Regions from separate parts of the Mus musculus genome. Here region 2 is linked to region 1. Evidence: chromatin contacts called from public Micro-C data. All regions are on one chromosome and are shown on one strand. Each heading gives the region's core, a stretch centred on a gene start, on an enhancer-like site or on the middle of the called end of the contact. The rest is flanking DNA. Distances are from core to core; before and after follow the strand shown.

Region 1 (3,966 bases), core at 413-2,912:
AGAGGAGAGGGAAGCAATTCAAGTTGTTTCGGAAAGAGCCCGGTATGGCCAAGGGTACTAACAGTCAGGCCAAAGCCATCTGCCTGAGGCCAAGAAAGAAGGGTCACAGTGCAGAGCATCCCCGGCCCCAGGCTCGCAAAAGTCAGACTCGCAAGGGCCACGCTCGTGCAGATCACAGCATCTCCAGAGCCACCTCCAAAGAGACGAGGAGCTCCAAGCACCTGCAGCTGCCCTCTGGGAAGGACTCCAGGAAGAGGAGGGGGCGGGGCGGCTCCTGGAGCAAGGAACTCATCCACAAGATAGTGCGGCAGAAAAACAGGCGCCACGGGCAGCAGGCACCACGGAACCAAGTCTCCCATGTCCCCCCGCTGCCTGGAAGACCACCTAGCACCCAGGAGGGCAGGCTCAGCGGGCAAGGCTGTGCCTCTGAATCTGAGGAAGAGGCTGGTATGCAGCAGCGGCGGGATTTGGGGGGTCCTGCCCAAGGCTGTTCCCCCCACAGCCGCCAACGGTGGCGCCAGGGCAAGAAGAGGAAGAAAGAAGATTTGACCCAGAACCCAAGGAAGGTCATGCGGCAGGAGGCTGGTGAAAATGGGGGCTCTCCCACTCCAAGGACTCAAAGCCTGTTGCCGAGTTCGGAAGCTGGAGAAGTCTCTGTGGAAAGAGGACTTGAGCATCGTGGCCATCCCATAATAGCCCCAAAACATCCTCCCCGGGTCCTCGCCACCACCAAGACCCAGGAGAAAAACCATGCAGCCCTGGACTTCCCCCAGGAGGGCGAGAAGCCTGAAGTTGCTGCTGATACCACTGAGCTCAGAGAGAGACCCAGTTCTCCAGCTCACTGTGGTGGGGAAAGCCCCAGACCCGCTGCTCCAGTGCCAGCACGGGCTGGCAGTCCATCAGGGAGCCACCCTGAAACACTATCGGGAAACAGCGTGCCAGTACCAGATGCAGGCTGTCTTCTGGGCACTTCTGGATGCATGAAGCCCCCGACTTTGCATACCAGAGAGGACTCTGCCTCCCAGCCTGGAAGGTGCCTGGTACCCATCGATAAGCTGGCAGACATGTTCTACACTGAATCCAGCCTCCCGGTTTTCAAGAACTCGAGTCCTGGTTGTGACCCTGACCACTGTGACAGGCGCTCTCTAGAGTGTCCAGCTGCCAAAAGAGGATCCCTGCCTAACAGTGACACCTGTGAATTGTTCCTTGGATCCAAGGACCTAGCCTACTGTTTCCCTGACGATCTGTACACCAAGCCTTTAGCTATGGACCCGTTGCCTGCCCGAAGCTGCTACCTTAGCCAGGACAGTATGGAGACCCTTGAGTCAACACCATCCAAGAGTCCACCCTACCCAGTTGAAACAGACCCAGGGAAGGTGCATTCGCCACTGACCTTAGAGTCCACATCCCTGTTTGCAGGGCTGCCTGAGGACGGATTTGACCCACCACTCTATGACAACTTGTCAGCAAACAGGGTCACCCACGGACCACTGGCAGGTCCTGACCCTCTCCCTAAGAAACCTCTGGCAGATCCTCTGTACCCGCCATTCTTGCTGCTGGAGGAAATTTCTCCGGTGCTGCCTGGCTCCTTTCCTGGTCTCTCCAAGGGAAAGACAGTCAGCAAGCAGTGTCCCTCGGAACAGACGGTGCCTCCCCGCCCTCCCGCTGTGCCTGAAAAGGGAAGTGAATGTAGCAATCTGTGTGAGGACGAACTGGAGATCAAAAGATTGGTGACTGAATTAGAAAGCCAACTGCAGGGGGAAGGGAGCACAGTGGGCACCTCGGGAGAACCGGAGGAAGCTACACAGGAAGGCAAGATGGACACAAGCCCAAAGCAGGCCTCCCTTCTACCCACAAATCCAGCCACCTCAGCCCAGAGGGAGCCAGCAGAAGACATTACAGGTCTTGAGGGATCAAGTTCACATCAGGAAAGGGCCCTGAAGAACCCCCAGAAACAGTGGCCCTACCCAGCTTCCTGCCACACAGAAAAAGCAGCACCTCCCTGTGGTATCCAGGAGAACCCAGGATGCGGGGCTCCCCTCAGCCTGGAAGGATTCACACTCGGTCTTCAGAGAACTCGGGAGACCATTATCCCCGACGCAGACAGTCAGATCCCCCTAAGTGACCGCCTGCCTGACTCCAGCAACCAACAGGTGGCCTTGCTGCATGCTGGGAGTTTAGCCAAGGACAGCCCGAAGCATGGGCTTTTGTTTCCTAAAAATAATGAAGCCCCTGGGACCCAGAACTCGAATGCCCCACCGCTGCTTCCTGGTAAACACACAAGAGGACATTCTCTAGACCCATTCTGTGAGGCCCAGGAGCCCTGCCCAACTTCCCCTGCACTGGAAGGATTCAACAGCCCCAGTGCCCACCCGGCCCTAGAACCCAACTTGATACTTAAGGGTGATGAGGAAGTCACCTCCCTTCCAAGTGCCAGTCTCAGCCATGGCTCTAAGGGTCACTCTGAAGACCAGGCAGGGAGTTCTATAGGAGCTGTGCTTAACAAGCCTATTGCCAAGGACCTGGACTTTAAGGGGGCGTCTGCACCTGCAGGGACCTCTCCACAATCCACCCTTCAAAGTGGTGGTAGGGCTTGGTCTCATCCCGTGCCAGATCCTCCCTGGGAGCCCAGTGCCAGCATTGGACAGAGGCGCCAGGACCCAGCCTGCTGTTCCTTTCCTCTGCGTCAGGTCCTGGATGCTACAGCCAAGAGCAGAGAGAACGCCCAGGGCCTTCAGTCTGGGGACCCCTCAGTGACAGGAGGGGCCCGTATGAAAGAGGACTCCTCAAGGGCTGTAAACGTGTCAGCTCTTCCTGCAAACATCCAGAAGCAGCTGAGGTCCAAGGCAGATGGACGTCTTGGCTCGCCTAGTCAACCTGAAAAGATCAAGGGCCAGGGTCAAGCCAACAGACTCCAGCCAAAAAGCTGGAGGAGCCTGGAGGACCCAGATGCACTCAACAAGGTCAGTGCCCATTTGGAAGCTAGGCCGGCCAGGGGCAGAAGGCCACGCCAGGGGAACAGAGCAGCCCGGGGCCTTAGGAGACAAGCACTGTTCTCCACCAGCCCCACCGACCCTGATAGCACATCCTTGCTTCCAATCCAGAAGGCTTGCCCTCTCCAGAAGGAGCCTGCAGAGAGAAGCCCAGAGAAGGCCGCCAGCCCACAGCCATTGTTTAGCCAGGAGAATCCCGCTCCCTCCAATAGAGACCTGGCCGCATGTGTCTTCTCCACCAGGCCTCAAGCCACACCTACTCCCAGTGACCTTGAGCCGATGCCCCAGGAAGACCCTGAGACCAGAGTCAAGCCTAGTAAGCCACTAGCACCTTCCTCCTACAGAGACCTACCCAGCCCCGATGATCAGCCAACCTGTCCTGTCTTGGTACCTCTGGGTGCCAGTTATGGCCTAACCACCAAAGAGGCTGAACCCCCAGCATCCCCTACACTATTGGTGACAAGCTGCTGTGGCCCTGAAGAGCCTTTATCCCAGCACTCTCTGCTGGGGACCAGCAGTCCCAAGGACCCTCCCGTAGGCTCACTTGGCTCCATCAGTTTCTCGGCCCCTGTATTACTAGAGAGGAACAGCCCCAAGGGCATCGCAGTAAGAACATTAGAAGATTCTGGAAAAGAGGAGCTGAGGCTATCTCCTGCCCATTCCTCCGCTCCTCCCCTAGGGGATCCCAGCTCCCCTAAAATGACCATCGAAGCTGCCCCTCTGACCAGCATTGCCCCCAAAGATGGCCTAGATTCAGGTGAGACACTTGAGGTGCCAGCCCCCCACTGCATGGGAGCCCCATCCCTCAGCAACCCAGAAAGGACATACTCCAAGGGCCCTTCCTTAGGGCCTGTGAGCAGCACTCCTTGCCCTGGCCACGGGGAAGGCCGCGGCATTATAGCTGTGCCCACAGACCTTGCCACACTGGAGACTACAGGGCCAGACTCTCAAATCTGCCAAGAAGATGGGGCAG
Region 2 (3,966 bases), core at 679-3,178, 570 kb after region 1:
ACCCCAGGGGAAGCCAACGCTGAACTTTCCTGACAGCAGCGGACACTTACAGAGGCCACTGTGGAACAGAGTTCATTTCCAACATCCTGGCATTAGAGACTCAGGATACCAAGCTCCCAGCTGCTGCTCCAGTGCCCTGCCTGGTGCCCTGCTCCCTGCCATGTTTGTTGATGGACTCCTATCCCTCTTAAACTCTAAGCCCCGAATAAATCCTTCTGTTAAGAAAACATAACCACCCCAGGACACCCTCTGCCCCAGGTCCCCTGTCAGTGCTCCAGCTGCCTCCAGCCCTTGACCGTGCAGCCCCCATGAGATCCAGTTGCCTGTGGACACGGCCCTTGTCATGGCCAACACACTAACTAGATTGGAAACCACGGGAGCAGCAGCTCAGCCACTGTGCACCCCATGGTATCCCCAGCTCTAGGTCCTATTCTTGCCCCACTGAACCTGACTCAAGGCTCTCAGCTCACCCTGTCTTCTCCCAGGAAGTCACCAGAACCAATTCCGGCTAAACCAAGGGGTGTGGGTAAGTACCTGCCTTCTGCACCCCTGCCTTCTGCACCCCTGCCCTCTGCAACCCTGCCCTCTGCACCCCTGCACCCCTGCCCTCTGCACCCCTGTCCTCTCCCTCTCTTCCTTGACCCCAGCATGAGACTGAGGGGATGAAGGACAGAGTGGCTATAAGGGAGGGAAGGCCCTGGAGTGAGGATAGTGGGCAGGCACTCCAAGTTGAAATGGCCCCACCACTACACAGCTGTGCATCAGTGAGACCTGTAGTTCGCTGGGGAGGGGCTTTTGTGAAGTGAGGCAGGCCCCCTCTGCTAAGGGCCAGACTCACAGCCCCTGGCTCTGCTTGCTGGGAAGAAGCCACCCACCTCCCATCTGCCTTTCTGGATCTGGTCTAAGATGACTCACCTGTCCCCAGGGAGGCTGACCTGGTTTCTCACCCAAGCTCAGCTCCCACAGGCCACAGCTGGAAGGGGTGGAGATGAAGAGGCAGCCGCCTCTCCTGGTGATCACTTTCCCATGAAACACAGCCTGGAGGTCCAAAGGAAAAACACCATAAAACTATGTCCCGAGGGGCAGTGGTAGTGCACACCTTTAGTCTCAGCACTTGGGAGGCAGAGGCAGGTGGATTTCTGAGTTGGAGGCCAGCCTGGTCTACAGAGTGAGTTCCAGGACAGCCAGGGCTACACAGAGGAACCCTGTCTCGAAAAACAAACAAACAAACAAACAAACAAAACTATGTCCCTTAGCCAAGTGGTAGTGGCACACACCTTTAGTCCAACCACCCAGAAGCAGAGGCAGGAGGATCTCTGTGAATTTGAGGCCAACCTGGTCTACAGAGAGCATTCCAGGACAGCCAGGGCTACACAGGGAAAGTGTGCCACCCCCGCCACCCCAACAAAACAAAACAAAAACCTGTGTCTCTTTGGAGGCTAACCCTGCTCACCAGACACCTCTGACCTGGCTCATGGTTTGTTTGCTTGCCTGTACTGGCTTCCAGATCTCTCATTCTCTCTCTCTCTCTCTCTCTCTCTCTCTCTCTCTCTCTTTCTCTCTCTCTCTCTCTCTCCCTCTCTCTCTCTCTCTCTCTCTCTCTCACACACACACACACACACACACACACACACACCCTGCCACATTACAGTTAGATCACAGTAAGACAGGGGACTGACCTACACGGCCAGGTTACCTGTGTCAGAAGAAAGACTCTGGACTGGAGCTGATGGAGCAGGAAGATCAGGTTAGGCAGATCCATAAGCAAGGGCCACAGGGCAGATGTGGGGCCTCCGTGCCTGAAACTTAGGGGGGCAAGTGTGACTCAGGTGGAGACAGCACATGAAAGAGCCCATCCCCAACCGCTCAGCCCTGGTCTAATGACAGGGGAAGCCACAGGACCAGATACTTCCTCTACTGTGTCCCTGGAGCCACACTGCCCCCTGCTGCTGCTAGTGGGCATGGCAGGAACCTCTGAGTTGAGGCTGTCTCCTGAGCAGATACTGAGTGAAGAAGCCAGTTATAATTTGTGGACTTTTCTGGCCCCAGCTAGGGCACACGGGAAGCCAAGCAAGCTCAAGGCTGGGCTCTGACTGCATAGGTGCCCCATCTGGTGGGAGGGCTTATTCAGCCGGTACCAGAGCTGGGGAGACGGTGATTATACGCAAAGCCAGAGGTTTGGAGCTCCGAAGCCAACATCCCAGCAACCTGTCCTAGCCCCTGTGGCACTGGGACTGGCAGCCCTCGGGGACACAGGAGCCTGCAGGGGTAGCAGCAGCCAGTCTACTGGTTCCTGCCTGTTCCACCCAGCCTCTCTGTGTGTAGATCTGAAATGTTCCACACTTTTTTTTCCTGCTGGTGAACCCAGGGTCTCATGTGCACTGGGCTAGTCTTCTCTACCACTGACAAGGCCCCAGCCCTTTGTTAGTTTAATTTGACACAGTATCTAAGTTGCCCAGGCTAGTAATCCTCCTGTCTCTGCCTCTTGAGTAGCTTCCTATACGACCCCTTCAGACCCAGTGCATTTTTAATTAATTGGTTAATTATATTGGGGAAGGGATGAGACAAGGTCTCACTGTGTAGCCCAGGCTGGCCTTCTCCAGGATGGCCCTCGTGGCTATTCTGTTCTTCCTTTCCTTCCTCCCGCCCTTCCCATGCTTGTCCCCATACCTCCCCCCTTTACAGGAACATGGACTTATATAGAAGATTTATAGGGGAATAACTCGAGTGAGATTTGTCTGTGGTGTAGAGCATAAAGGAGATAAAACTGGGTTCTCCCCAAGGGAGACACATGTGGCAGAGCACAGTGTCTAACTGCCCAGACTCGTCCTAGCTCACCTGGACTGAAACTGCTGACCCTTCTCACTGCCTGCCTGGGAAGCCACTGTGGACCTCGGAGCCCAGGACAGGGAGGGTCACACGGTATTCCTAGGGGGCACACACCTGGGGTTGCCACAGGAGCCAGCATGGCACCAAAGAGGCAGGAACCAATCACAGAAGCAGGATACCAACAGGCCAAGCCCTAGAAAGGTGGCCCTACCAGGGCCAGGCTGATGGGGAGAGAGTCTTCAGATGCCACCGTGGAGGGACTCCACTTTGATGCCAGCCACCCCACGGCTATTGATGGGTCTGAATGCAGGTGCTGGGCTTGTCACTCTAAAGGCCAGCCACAGGCATGCAGGCAAAACACCCATTCAGATAAAATCAATGGATAGAGTATTTTAAGGTTGAGGTTGGCCCACTGCAGAGGTGTTTCTGCACCTGGTGCCCTCTGGTCGGCTGGAAGAAGCCAGAGTGGGCGTTCCCTCAATTCCTTCTGGCAGTTCTTGACAGGAGTAGGGGTGATGAAAAAACTCCAAAGAATGGGCAATGCTGGCACATGCCTTTAGTACCAGCACTCAGGAGGCAAAAGCGGGTGGATCTCTGTGAGTTCAAGGCCAGCCTGGTCTACAGAGTGAGTTCCAGAACAGCGCAAGACTATCCAGAGAAACTCTGTCTTGGGGGAGAAAAAAAAAAAAAGACTCCAAAGAAAAGTAACCAGTTTATCTCTCTGCCAGAGGTGTCCTCGGATCTCTTGACAGCCTCATTCTTGCCAGAGGCCAGAGATGGCAGAAGTGTTTGGAGGTTCCTAAATGATCTGGTTCCTAAGTGATTCCAGGGTCACCTCTTTAGAGGGGGTAATAAGTACTGCAGAAGCAGTGAGGGCCTACAAAGAGAAAAAGGTCAAGAGAGTAGGATTTCTGGCCTGAATGGGGAGCTAACGTTCTAGTGGATAGAGGTCAGTCACCTGGTTGTGGACCACCCCTAGGAAGACAGGCTCACTTTAAGCCACGTTTAAGAGCTAGAATAGCAACTCGTTGCCCTAGGGGCCCAAAGGGTCATCAGAATTAAACAATCCCCGGTCACTTAGAGCAATAGCTTGCTTCTACTACAGACTTCAGAATGCTGGATGAGTCTGATGGGGTT

Evidence for each region. Hi-C and Micro-C count contacts between places; a contact is called where the count stands out from the background.
Region 2: a Micro-C map of the G1E-ER4 cell line shows a contact between it and region 1. The contact joins two enhancer-like sites. A contact is called at or near these places in 1 of 15 datasets of contacts at CTCF or cohesin (embryonic stem cells), 15 of 484 Hi-C or Micro-C datasets (B cells, the G1E-ER4 cell line, cerebellum and 2 more), 1 of 115 datasets of contacts at active chromatin or transcription factors (embryonic stem cells) and 1 of 9 other capture datasets (embryonic stem cells).

Annotation. Positions count from the first base shown.
Region 1 is chr8:122,262,744-122,266,709 of GRCm38.p6, forward strand. It overlaps Zfp469 (zinc finger protein 469), which reads left to right. Exons shown (of 3, transcript NM_001362883.1): 3 at 1-3,966. Among named protein-coding and RNA genes, the nearest start is that of Zfpm1, 17 kb to the right of the region's middle. Within about 2 kb of position 1,663, at least 25 of the 459 cell types and tissues checked have an H3K27ac peak or open chromatin away from gene starts, as enhancers often do. A contact at or near this core is called in the G1E-ER4 cell line, where this site is marked.
Region 2 is chr8:122,828,658-122,832,623 of GRCm38.p6, forward strand. It overlaps Gm35466 (a long non-coding RNA gene), which reads left to right. Exons shown (of 3, transcript XR_388150.3): 1 at 1-526. Among named protein-coding and RNA genes, the nearest start is that of Gm35466, 7.2 kb to the left of the region's middle. Within about 2 kb of position 1,929, at least 33 of the 459 cell types and tissues checked have an H3K27ac peak or open chromatin away from gene starts, as enhancers often do. A contact at or near this core is called in the G1E-ER4 cell line, where this site is marked.